Regions from separate parts of the Sus scrofa genome. Here region 1 is linked to region 2. The links are chromatin contacts, called in public Hi-C maps. All regions are on one chromosome and are shown on one strand. Each heading gives the region's core, a stretch centred on a gene start, on an enhancer-like site or on the middle of the called end of the contact. The rest is flanking DNA. Distances are from core to core; before and after follow the strand shown.

Region 1 (5,759 bases), core at 1,478-3,977, 96 kb after region 2:
GCGAGCACTGGTTGTGGAGTCCCGAGACCTGAGCACACGTTGGGTGGCCCTGAGCAGGCCACCTCCCTCCGCTAGTTTGCAGTTTCTCTATCTTAACAACGAAAATAACAGGGCTGCCTCCAGGGTCGTTCTGAGGGTGAAATGAGATAATGTCTAAGAAAGCGCTTTGTAGCCGGTCAAAGGAGAAGTAAACATAAACTGTGACCACAATCATCCCACGTGTATAACTGATAGCCAGGTCCTGGAAAAAATGAGAGAAAGGCCAACGAATCTGATAGAATTAATTAGAAATAGTCACAGACCCACAGGCTTCCTGAAGCAAAGACATTTTCCTTGTAGCCTCTTAAGTCCCAGACTAGGAAGGGCCATTACTCCCTGTACCCAGGGCCCCACAGGCAGAGCAAGGGACTGACCTGGACGGGCGCCAGCGAGGAAGGCGGGGGTGGGGGTGGGGGGTGCCTTTCATTCTCCTCTGTGGCTGGACAAGAGGTGACAACTCCCAAAGCCAGTGCAACGCCTGAGGAATGCATGCAGGAGGGAGGATGGAGAAAGAACTCCCCAGACACAAGGGGGCATTGGCTGCAGGGGGTCTTGGATGACTTTCAGAACCACACTGGGCTAGAACCTCACCTGTCCACCACTCACTGGGCAGGCCTGGCCACAGACCTTCCTTTTCTTAACCTAGAGAACAAGAGGGCAACCAAATAGTCCCCCATTCGAGTGCGGCTCTAAAATCCTCACCCTACGAAGGAGGATTTCCTAGAGAGGAGAAAGGTTTCAACACCTGAGTTTAAGCTTTTCAACCAGAAGCACACATGGCTCAGGTCAAAGTCAGCTAAACACAGACAGAGGATGTGAGATGAAGCACTGATTCCGGCAGACCCCAAGGCTGGACATCAGGTCCCTGGGAGGCTGGGGGGCCTGAGGGTTTTGTGAAACCAAAGGTGATCCCTCAGTTCTGCCCTTCTCCCTCAAATGTTCAGGGCTGGGGCCCAAGAGGCAGCCCCGTGCTTTTCATTAGCACTAGGAGCCGTGGGAATTTACAGCAAATCTTCGTGCAGATGAAAATTAGTTTCAGGACTAGGGGGCAAACAGGCTGAGTGTATTAGTAACAAACAAACCCTTCCTCCTACTTTCTGGGTGTAAATTATGAAAATAATGAAAATATCACCGAGTTTCTTCTGAGGCTCAATTCAACAAAGTCCCTTCGCATGAAAGCCTAGGCTGAGCTGGGGGTGGGGGTCGGGGCGGAGCAGAGGTGGGTGCTTTCCACAATCCTAAGCAAAACACAGACAGGTGCAGCCCAAAGCTCCTCCTTCCAGACCTCCTGGGGCAGGGCACTGGGCCGCATGCCACCCCCACCCCCCGCCTTTGTTCCTACTACTCTTCCCAGTCCAGTGCCAGGTGGAGGAGTCCAGTGGGGTTTTTTTTTTTTGTTGTTTTTTGTTTCTTTGTCTTTCTAGGGCCGCATCCATGGCATATGGAGGTTCCCAGGCTAGGGGTCGAATCGGAGCTGTAGCTGCCAGCCTACACTACAGCCACAACAACACCATATCCAAGCTGAGTCTGTGACCTACATCACAGCTCACAGCAATGCTAGATCCTTAACCCACTGAGCGAGGCCAGGGATCGAACCTGAGCCCTCAAGGATGCTACTCAGATTAGTTTCCATTGAGCCACGATGGTAACTCCAAGCAGTCTGTTCTAACCTACAGTCCCCAACCCAAGAAAACCAGACCACACCCTCCCCTGCAGCCCCCAGGTACTCACTGCTATGCCCACACCTGACATCCTCAACGAATGATGCAGTTACACGGCACGTGCCACCTCCCACTGGAAAGGCCTTCCAGGGGGCAGCCCCAGGTGGGCTCAAAACTCCCGGCACAACAGCTGCTCAACAGATGCTGGACAAAGCCCCCTCCTGGCTTCACCTTGAAGGGCAGGGCTGCCCCTCCTTTACCTTACAGGCTCTGGCACCCCATGCCTTTTCCTCTAAGAGCAGCTGGGCCCAACATTAACTCTTTCCTTAGCAGACACTCTGCAGAAGCAGCTCTGAGCTAAGGAACAGGGATAAAGTCCTAGAAGAGGCCAAGGAAGGTGGCGGTAGAGTGAGGGGGGCACTGCTTTTCAGTTTTGCTGGGCTGCAACTTTGTTGCTGGAGCGACCCTTCAGGTTTCTGCTTTTTGTCACTGAGGAAGGTGGGAGCTGGCTCCCACGGATCCATCCCGTCTGCCCCGCCTCCACCATCCTCAGACCCGTGGTGTCCCCCCAGCCAGGGGTCCTCCCCCATCCCATTGAGCACCTGCCCCGCCCCTGCCTGGCCTTGGAACACAGCTCCCAGGACACCAGAACCATCCTCCTCATGGCCCCTGGCTGTCACTCCAGCCCGTGCACCTGCTTTCTCACCCGTAAAATGGACACAACCCACGTCCTGCCTCCCTGGGCCTTAGGGAGGCTGAGGAGGAAGCTCTGGCAGGCGAGGTCCCTGACAGGTGCTGATGGTCAGTTCTGAATGAGAACCACGGAGTTTGGGGGAAAAATGCTGGTTATGGGGGATGGAAAGGCTTCAAGGGAAGGTGACCCTGAGCTGACAGAGCAGGCAGGCTGGGGTTAGATGGGAAGGCAGAGCAGGAGTGAAGGCGCCAAGCAGGAGGGCAGTGAAGTGGACAGCAGCAGACTCTCCCAACTCGGCACTGTGCCGGCCAGCTGGCTGGGAAGGTCAGGTGGGTGAGAGGTGCCCCAGCTTTGGCAGGGAGGCTGGTGCTGAAGAAAGGCATGAGGAAGGCTGGTCACATGAGGGAGATGAGGGCTCAGACACTCGGGCACCCAGCTCGAGGGGGAGAGGGAGAGGCAGCCGGCAAATCCAGGGGCCAAGGGAGGGCGACAAAGAGGACAGGGTGGACTGGAAGGACCCCCAATCTGGAGAGCTCTGTGGCTGGAGCTCAGCGACATGAGTGTATATCCAAGTCCCTGCACAGAGACCTGAGGCCTGGCGAGGGGAGTGAACCTACCAAGGCACAGGCGGTGAGCTGAGCCCAGGGTCAGAGAGAGGGACATGGGTGAGCTGGCCAGGACCGAGGGGTGAGCTGGCTGGGGACTTGAAACCCAGCTCGGGAGGGCAAAGCCCGTAATCTTGGGGGAAGAGGTTACCTATCATTGCACAACACTCCACCCCAACAGCACATTCTGACCTGGGGACATTCTCCACTGGAAAGTTCCAGGCCAACATGTCAAACATAGAGCACTGACAGTCTGAGGGCAAGAGTTCCAAACCCTGTGGTCCCTGCCCTCCAGGGGCCCCCAACCCAGCAGATAAATTGCAACACGTTGTGGTAACACTGTATCAGCACTGTGGGGCCCCACCAGGGAGGACCCACAGTAAGGCTTAGATACCAGGAGGTGACCCCTTCTCCAATGCATCATTTTTTAGGTCACCATGTACAATCAGAAGCCTGCATTCTGGAAGGGAGATAAAAGTGGCATTTTATTTATTTATGCTCAGTTAAAAAAAAATTTTTTTTTAGGGCTAAATGTGCGATATATAGAAGTTCCCAGGCTAGGGGTTGAATTAGCTGCCGGCCTACACCACAGCCAACACAGGATCTGAGCTGCATCTGTGACCTACACCACAGCTCATGGCAAAACCAGATCCAGAACCCACTGAGCGAGGCCAGGGATCGAACCCATGTCCTCACGGATACTGGTTGGATTCGTTACTACGAAGCCTCAAAGGGAACTCCCTATGCTCACAGTTTTGAAAAAGGACGGAAAAGGAAGCAGAGTACAACATTAAAACACACAGACTAAACCAGGTGAAAGAGCTGAAAGGCAGGACTACCTGGGAGGAGGAGGAGAGGGAAGAGGAGGAGGAGGAGGCCTGGACTTTAGGCACCTGCCAAGTTAACCAGCCGAATGAAAGGCCACATCAAAAAAGCACAAACCTACTGTTACTCGGCATCCCTCCCCCGCCCGGCCAGGCACTGACCCCACAGGGAGAAAGGGGCCTGACATTGGGCACAGTTCCAGTGAGCCTCCATGACTCAGCTTTCTCACCTGCAAGATGGAAATAATGACACCGCTTCCTCCCAGAGCCTTAGGGAGCTTCCCGGCATAATCTATAAAAAGCGTCCTTTAAATACAGCCCTCTGCCATCATTACGAACTTCCAGAAAGCCAACCTGAGCCCTAGTTAGAGAAGGGTACTAATTAATTAGTCAAATAACAGGGTGTGGGGCAAATCACTCCATCTCCGTCCTCAGGTTTCTGGAGGGGCAGAAACTGTGGCCTGCTGTCCCTTCGTCAGCCCCTGCCAATCAGCTCCTCTCCCCAGGGCCCCAAGCCCACTGGAGCCCCATGGCCCTCCTCTGAACACCAGAATGCAAGGGTACACATCTGAACCCACTGAATCCTCACTCAAGAACCTTCCTTCCCCTTCTCGGGCAGGACAGTCCCCACTGGGGAACTGACGCGCTCATCCTCCCACTCACCAGGATCCTAGCGCCTCCCTCCCTGGCACCCACTGCACCCCTAGGCTGGCAGGCTCTTCCACCCCACCCACCCACTCACGCCTGCAGCACCCTGCAGCCACGGCCCTGGCTCTGGCTTCAGCCCCCTGGCCTGGATGACTGTTGTAGCCACAGAACCACAGAACCAGTCTCCCTGCCTCTTGCTTCTCTGCTATAAGGCATCCTACGCACACAGGCGGGCACGACTTCCTAACAACTTCCTAACCTGCTCAGGATGGGTGGTGCTTCCCCACAGCCTGCATGCTCTTCCCACACAGGAGGCGGGCTGGTGGGCGGGCAGAAGTTGCCAGGAACCGTGCTGCTGATGAACCTGAGTCTACTTCTAGAGAGCCATTCCCATCAGTTTCAGATCGTTTCATGTCTCTCTGGGATTCCGAAGGGCAAGGGGCAGGGGTGGGGTGGGGGTGAGCTCCTCTAACCCCCATTCCTGCACTTCTACCTTTGGAAGGATGCCCATTTCTCTCACGGCTGCTGGGAGAGGGAGAGGAGTTAGGGGCTGCATTCCTGGGGGTCTAGACCCTCACACCTAGGAGTACCAGCACATGGATGGTACTCGCTGCTCTGGGAGAATCCATGACAACCCCCAGAGTCTGTGCTCCTGCACTGAGGCTACTGAGAGAGAGGAACACAGCTGCCAGCCACTGGGCCAGGCCTGTGTCCTCACATCCTGAAGACAGCACGGAGACCATCCTACCTCCCGAAGGTGGCCAAGGATCTGGGGACAAGCCCCTCTGAGAGGAGCCCTTGAGCTGCAGTGACCAGAGGCTGCAGAGTGTCTGGGATACAGATGTCCCCGTACCAGAGCCCCCAGAAGTGAGTTCACAGGAGTCACAGTTATATAACACTCCCCTTTGATCCTGCAATCCTGCACCCAGAGTGAAAGCTTCACAAGGACAGGGACTTTGCTTTGTTCACTGCTCAGCCTCTAGAGCACAGAAAAGAACCAACACACATGGTGCAATGTGCTCCCTGGCTAAGGTCCTGTGACTTCAGACAACTGTATCTTGGCAGAATGGGAAGAGCTGTTTACAGAAAGTAGCTATTAACTGTTTGCTTCCTTTTCATTCATTTATTCTCCACATAGACTTGTATTCCTGGGCTCATTCATTCAACTGGTAAACATGTCCTGGGCCCAGAGGAGACATGAGGACGGTTAAGACCCAGTTCCCTCCTTCTAGGAGCTCTCGGCCAGGGAGGGGGCAGGGAAAAGAGGCACAACCAGACACCTCCATGC
Region 2 (5,521 bases), core at 2,426-4,925:
GCTATTGCTAAGTTTTTAACCACAGCAAGACACTGGTCACAGATGCATATGAGCCTGAAGCATCCAGGCTCTGTAACAGTCTTACCACAGAAAGAAAAAACAGCCACTTCTAAAAGAACCCATCTTTCTGCTGTATCATGATGAAATACATGGTGACAGGAAAAGAAACTGAGACTTTGAAAAAAGAAGTAAACATGTAAAGTGTTTCTGTTTTGGAGTCTCCTAGTGGCTCAGCGAGTTTAGGATCCAGGTTTGTCCCTGCTGTGGTGTGGGTTCAATCCCTGGCCCAGGAAATTCCACATGCTGTGGGTGTGGCAAAAAAAAAAAAAAAATTCTGTTTTGTTTTGAACTTTTAGTCCATCCAGGATAAAGAGGATTTTCTAGCACCAATATGAGAAGTTGTAGCTCTGATATCTAGTTGTGGCCTGACTTGCCAATCATGTTATTTTGACTTGCTTTTCTAGAAAAGCCTTTTTGCTAAAATCTGTACAGACTTTCCTCTTCATATCTGAAGTATTTTATGTAGTATTAGCATTGTGCCATGGAGCATTTTAGAAGACTCAATTTTTAAACCTGATTACCTATTACTGACTAATTGTGCTAACTCCTGCTTCAGCAGCTGTTTCCCTTAATTCAGGACACAACTCTTTTTTTTCTTTCCTTAGGACACAACTCCTTTTGATGGCTGTCCTTCACACACAATTTTTGTGGGTGTGCATAAATCTGACTTAAGGAGAATTTAAAAAAAGAAAGAAAGAAACCCATAGCTTTTAAATTTGTTTAAAACAGACCCGTTACATTTTGTGCTCTTAAGCAATTAAAGGAGCCAATGGCATTTTCAGTCAAAGAAAAATTGTCCTGGAGTTCCCCTTGTGGCACAGCAGAAACAAATCTAACTAGGAACCATGAGGATGTGGGTTAGATCCCTGGCCGCGCTTAGTGGGTTAAGGATCTGGCGTTGCTGTGCACTGTGGGTGTAGTTCGCAGATGTGGCTCGCTTGCTTCCTGCATTGCTGTGGCTGTGGTGTAGGCCGGCAGCTATAGCTCTGATTTGACCCCTAGCGTGGGAACCTCCATATGCCTCAGGTGTGGCCCTAAAAATAAAAAATAAAAAAAAAAGCAGTTTAATGGATTTCTTGCTGTAGTGCAGCAGGTTAAGGGTCTGGCATCACCACAGCTGTGGTGTAGGTTGCAGCTGCAGCTTGGACTAGATCCTTCGTCCAGGAACTTCCATATGCCAAGGGTGTGGCCAAAAATAAAAATTTACAAAACAACAGCACAGAAATACTTTGTATCTACATAATGTTTTGCTCTTCTTCAGAGTTTCAGGACTAAACCATGTTAAAATCAACAAAAATATTCAGATCTATGTGACTATTCCTAACTCACTGAGACATTTACAAACATAAAAAAATTTCATTTTTACACACCAAACACATAACATTTAAAAGCTGCTTAACAATATGTTCCTTGTTAACACAAACCAAGTTATTTGCACACTTGAACAATAAAATTTTGTCCATGTTCACTTTTAATTTTTATTGGAATGGTACCTGCATTACTTTCCAAAATTTTGCAAATTAAAGTGACTTCTACTAGTTTTGTCATGATCCTTTGTGATAATGGGGACTGTTACTCAACAAATAGAAAGTTGTGACTAACAGAAGTTAGCAAATTTTTTTTTTTTTTTTTTTTTTTTTGGCCATACCTGCAGCATATGGAAGTTCCGGGACCAGGGACTGAACCTTCGCCACGGCAGCAACCCAACTGTCTGTGGGGACAATGCCAGGTCCTTAACCCACTGCACCACAGAGGAACTCCCAGCCAGTCATTTACTGACCACTGCAATTAACTACTTTAAGGAATTTAAAGAACATTATTGTACATTTAGGGTCTCAGATTTTTAAAACTAGGCCTTGACATAGGGAAAAGGAATGCAATGAAACCCTTCTGGACTTTACAGATTTAAAGCTTTCCCTCTCATTTCTTCCTAGATAAGGAGATAGTGTAAACAGGTTCTTAATTTAGCCAGGAGAAGGAAGGATAGTGTACAGAGTATTCTGTAGCGATGAAATTAAAAATTTTGTATATTTATACTTGAACATGACTAAATTTCTTTGCTAAACTGATCTACATATTTAAATTCTTTAACATGGATAATTCACTCCAATTTATTGCAACATATATATACCATAATTTTACATTGCCTGCTACCTAAAACACTCGACCTATGTCAGCATAAGGAGGCAAAGTTAATCAAGATGACTTTCAAGCAACTCCAAGTGTCAAACTTTTATGGTAAAAGAAAACAGTGTAATCTAAATGCTCACCATAATTTATAGCCCACATGGATAAGACACAGTTGTGAACCCAGCACAAAGGTCTTTGTACAAAAACTACGGAGAAGGCAACTGTAATTCTCCAAGGATGTTAACTCCTACAAGTCAGCAGGTCTGAGTCAGCATTCACATAAGATAAACCTGGGATCCAGTGGTCACTATCTTGCCACTATAAATTTAAAGCAATGTCTATGATTTAAAAATCCACTTCTCTGGGCTTAATCTACCAAAGGAAAGACCAGGTAAGTCCACTGCTTTTTAAAGAGACTGCTTGTGATCTTTGCCTGAGATGCACTCAAGGTGACTCCAGATCCAAAACGCCTAACCTGTGCTCTGAAATCACCCGCGGACCTAACCAGTCCTAGAACCTTTTGCTTTCACGGAACCCTTTCAAAAACAAGTACAGAGGAAGCTCAGATTGGCAAGGTCACTACCGTTACTCTAAGGGCTTCTGTTTCACAGCTTGCACGTAGTGAAACAGAAGGTGGGGATTAAGACCAGCTGTATACAGTTATAGGGCCAAAAAAAGGGTAAATATAGCCTTTAAGACGCCCCACTTAGATAAGCTTAATACCCAATAATTGGTACAAATTTACAATTAACAACATAATCCCATCACCACCACCAGACCAAAAAAAAAGCCTCGTACTACAAGTTTCCTACAACGCGAAGCAACATGGTGTCGCAGAATAAGCATTGTCTGGTTGTGCGGCTGAACTTACCATTCTCCAGGCGTCCATTTCCCCAGTGTGTGATAAGAGGGAGGGGAGGGTGGTGGGTTCGCCAAAGCCCCTTCCGTCTCTGACACCGGACAGAATAAGGGGTCCGGGGCCCATTCGCAGTGCCGGCGCCGCTCCCCTCCCGCGCAGGCAAAGCAAGAACCCTTCCCGCCCCGCTCTAGGTGCGCGGCAGAAGGCACCTCCCCGCCCCAGGCGCGCCCAAAAGAGCGCGCTGCCTCCTCCACCGGAAAAGCTCTTTCCGGCAGCCGGACAGCGCCCCTGGCTCAGCGAAACCCGGCGGCCGCCGGCCCCTGCGGCTGCAGGCCCCACCCGGGAGGGCACGAGCGGCAGTGGCGGGGCGCGCCGTGGGGCGGAGGGGACGCAGTGCGCGCGCGCGCGCTGAGGGGTAGGTGGGCCAGAGGACGCGGCAGACGGCCTCCTCGGACCCTCCTTCGTGCTTCCAGGCACTCCTTGCTGAGGCCGGGGGAGCCCCGCGTTTCCCTCTCACCCGCCTCCCACACTCACCCATCGCCGCGGGCCCGGCTCCGCGCCCGGTAGCCGCCCGCCCGCAGGTAGGCCAGCCCGCGAGCCCAGCCGGCGCCGGCGCAGGCGCAGACATTGACCGACCCCAGAGCTCGGGGCGGGGCGTGACGCGCTGGACGCTGCCGAGCCCGGTCACGTGAGGGAGACTACGCCGCGCTGCCTCCCTCTAAACCTGCGGAGGGTGAGGGGACGCCTGCCCACCCCTGGCAGCTGTGCGGCGAGCGAAGGCACTTGGGGGGTCACCCATCACATCTGTCGTAGGGCTTTGAGATTCCGCTGGATGGAATGCCATACCGTGGGTGCCCTACGGTGGCCTTGCCGTACCAGAAACAGCCAACGCGTTCTCTAGTGCTTGGTAGCCGGGAGGACCCCTGGGTACTGACAGTTGTGGGTTGCAAGCGCGCCTTTGCTGAGGCCTTGAAAGTCTCCGCCTCCCTCCCCTTGTAGCCTTGGTTAGCTTTCATTGAACCCTCGGAGTGGCATATTGTCAGCTGCTATTACTGCAGGTCACAGAACACCTGTGTGTGCTTTAGACTATACAAGTCATTTAAAAACCCTGTTTCCTTTCAACCTCAAACAACTTGCACGCATTGAATGCCACTGCACTGAGAATTAAGAGGCATAAGTCAAATCATAGTCCTGACCCTTCCTGGGAGTGACTTTGGACATGTCTCTGAGCCCCAGATCCTGAAAAGTAACACCTGCCTTACATGCAGCCCTTGGCCCCTGTAACAAGCACTGGGAGCAATGATCTGACTCTACCTTATATACTGGAAGGCACGCAGATGTGAGGCGTTGAAGGAGAGTGAGGCTCTACAGGAGGCTCATCAGATCTGTGAGGTGTATGCTCTTTAAGTGGGGTTTGTCAAATAGGCAACTCACCTGGCATGAAACACTGGTCAGGGTATGGGTATAGGTTGATGGCTCTCCCTGGTCACTTCCCCTGAGAGCATTTTGTAGATATTGACTCCAAAATTGTGTCCAGTTTGCCTGAGCTGGCCTGATAAACAGCTTCTTGGGGTGTGGGAAACCATGCTACCTAATTTCACCACACACTCTCCAGAGGTACCTACTGTGTGCCATCGTCCTCACCTGAACTCTCTTGGGGGGAACTTAGAATCCAAGTAAGGATATAAAAACAAAAACTCTGGAAGTTTATATGCATGAGGGGCTTCTTCCCTTAAGGGACAACCAGGACGGGCTTCACAGGGTGGAGGCGTTTGAACTGGGCCTTGGAGGATGAATGAATGGAATTTGGATGAGTGGAGAAACTCATAGTGGCAAGAGATAAGGTTGTCAAGGACAGGTGGTGAGGTCTGATAGGGCAGATCTTGACTTTCAAGTGCAGGCACCGGGCATCTGATTAGGGTTCGGGGATAGATTTCAGGCTCCACAGGATAATGACCAGGCCACACAGTAGTTTGGAGTGATTAAAAATTGGGCAGCAGTTGGGGAAGGGCATTTACGTTGGAATTATGTTTGCCCTGTCTTGTGTGAATCCCTAATCAGCTGTATTATTCAAAAAATAAATAAACCAGGCAGGCAGCCAGTGTGTTCATAAGCATAAATAATTCATTTCAAATTAGAATGGAGAGGTTCTTCTCCTAGGGTAAAACCCGAAGAGGAGGCAGAGATTGAAATTAAACACACAATTGGGGCACAAAAGACTCAAAAGAGTCAGGAAATCCCAAGCTGATAGGAACACTCATGTCTGGAGCCCAGCCAGTCTGTTTCTTTTATGCTGTAGGTCACAGCGCAGGCCCCTGCCCCTCCAGCACTGGGTTCCTTGTCAGAACCCTCCTACATGCTTATTTGGCTCTTCTTGGGCATATGAATGTTGGAGGTCAAAACCTCTGTTTTCTGGAGTTCCCGTCATGGCTCAGTCGTTAAGGAATCCAACTAGGAACCATGAGGTTGTGG

What was found. Hi-C and Micro-C count contacts between places; a contact is called where the count stands out from the background.
Region 1: a contact with region 2 is called in a Hi-C map of liver, with 2.0 times the contacts expected there. The contact joins the enhancer-like site here to the promoter of SLC25A51 in region 2. A contact is called at or near these places in 1 of 5 promoter capture datasets (liver), 5 of 47 Hi-C or Micro-C datasets (embryonic fibroblasts, epiblast stem cells and liver) and 1 of 2 datasets of contacts at active chromatin or transcription factors (skeletal muscle).

The regions. Positions count from the first base shown.
Region 1 is chr1:238,760,379-238,766,137 of Sscrofa11.1, forward strand. All of the region lies in intron 2 of SHB (SH2 domain-containing adapter protein B), which reads right to left. Among named protein-coding and RNA genes, the nearest start is that of SHB, 63 kb to the right of the region's middle. Within about 2 kb of position 2,728, at least 11 of the 83 cell types and tissues checked have an H3K27ac peak or open chromatin away from gene starts, as enhancers often do. A contact at or near this core is called in liver, where this site is marked.
Region 2 is chr1:238,663,753-238,669,273 of Sscrofa11.1, forward strand. It overlaps SLC25A51 (solute carrier family 25 member 51), which reads right to left and starts at 3,676. Exons shown (of 3, transcript NM_001258408.1): 1 at 3,584-3,676.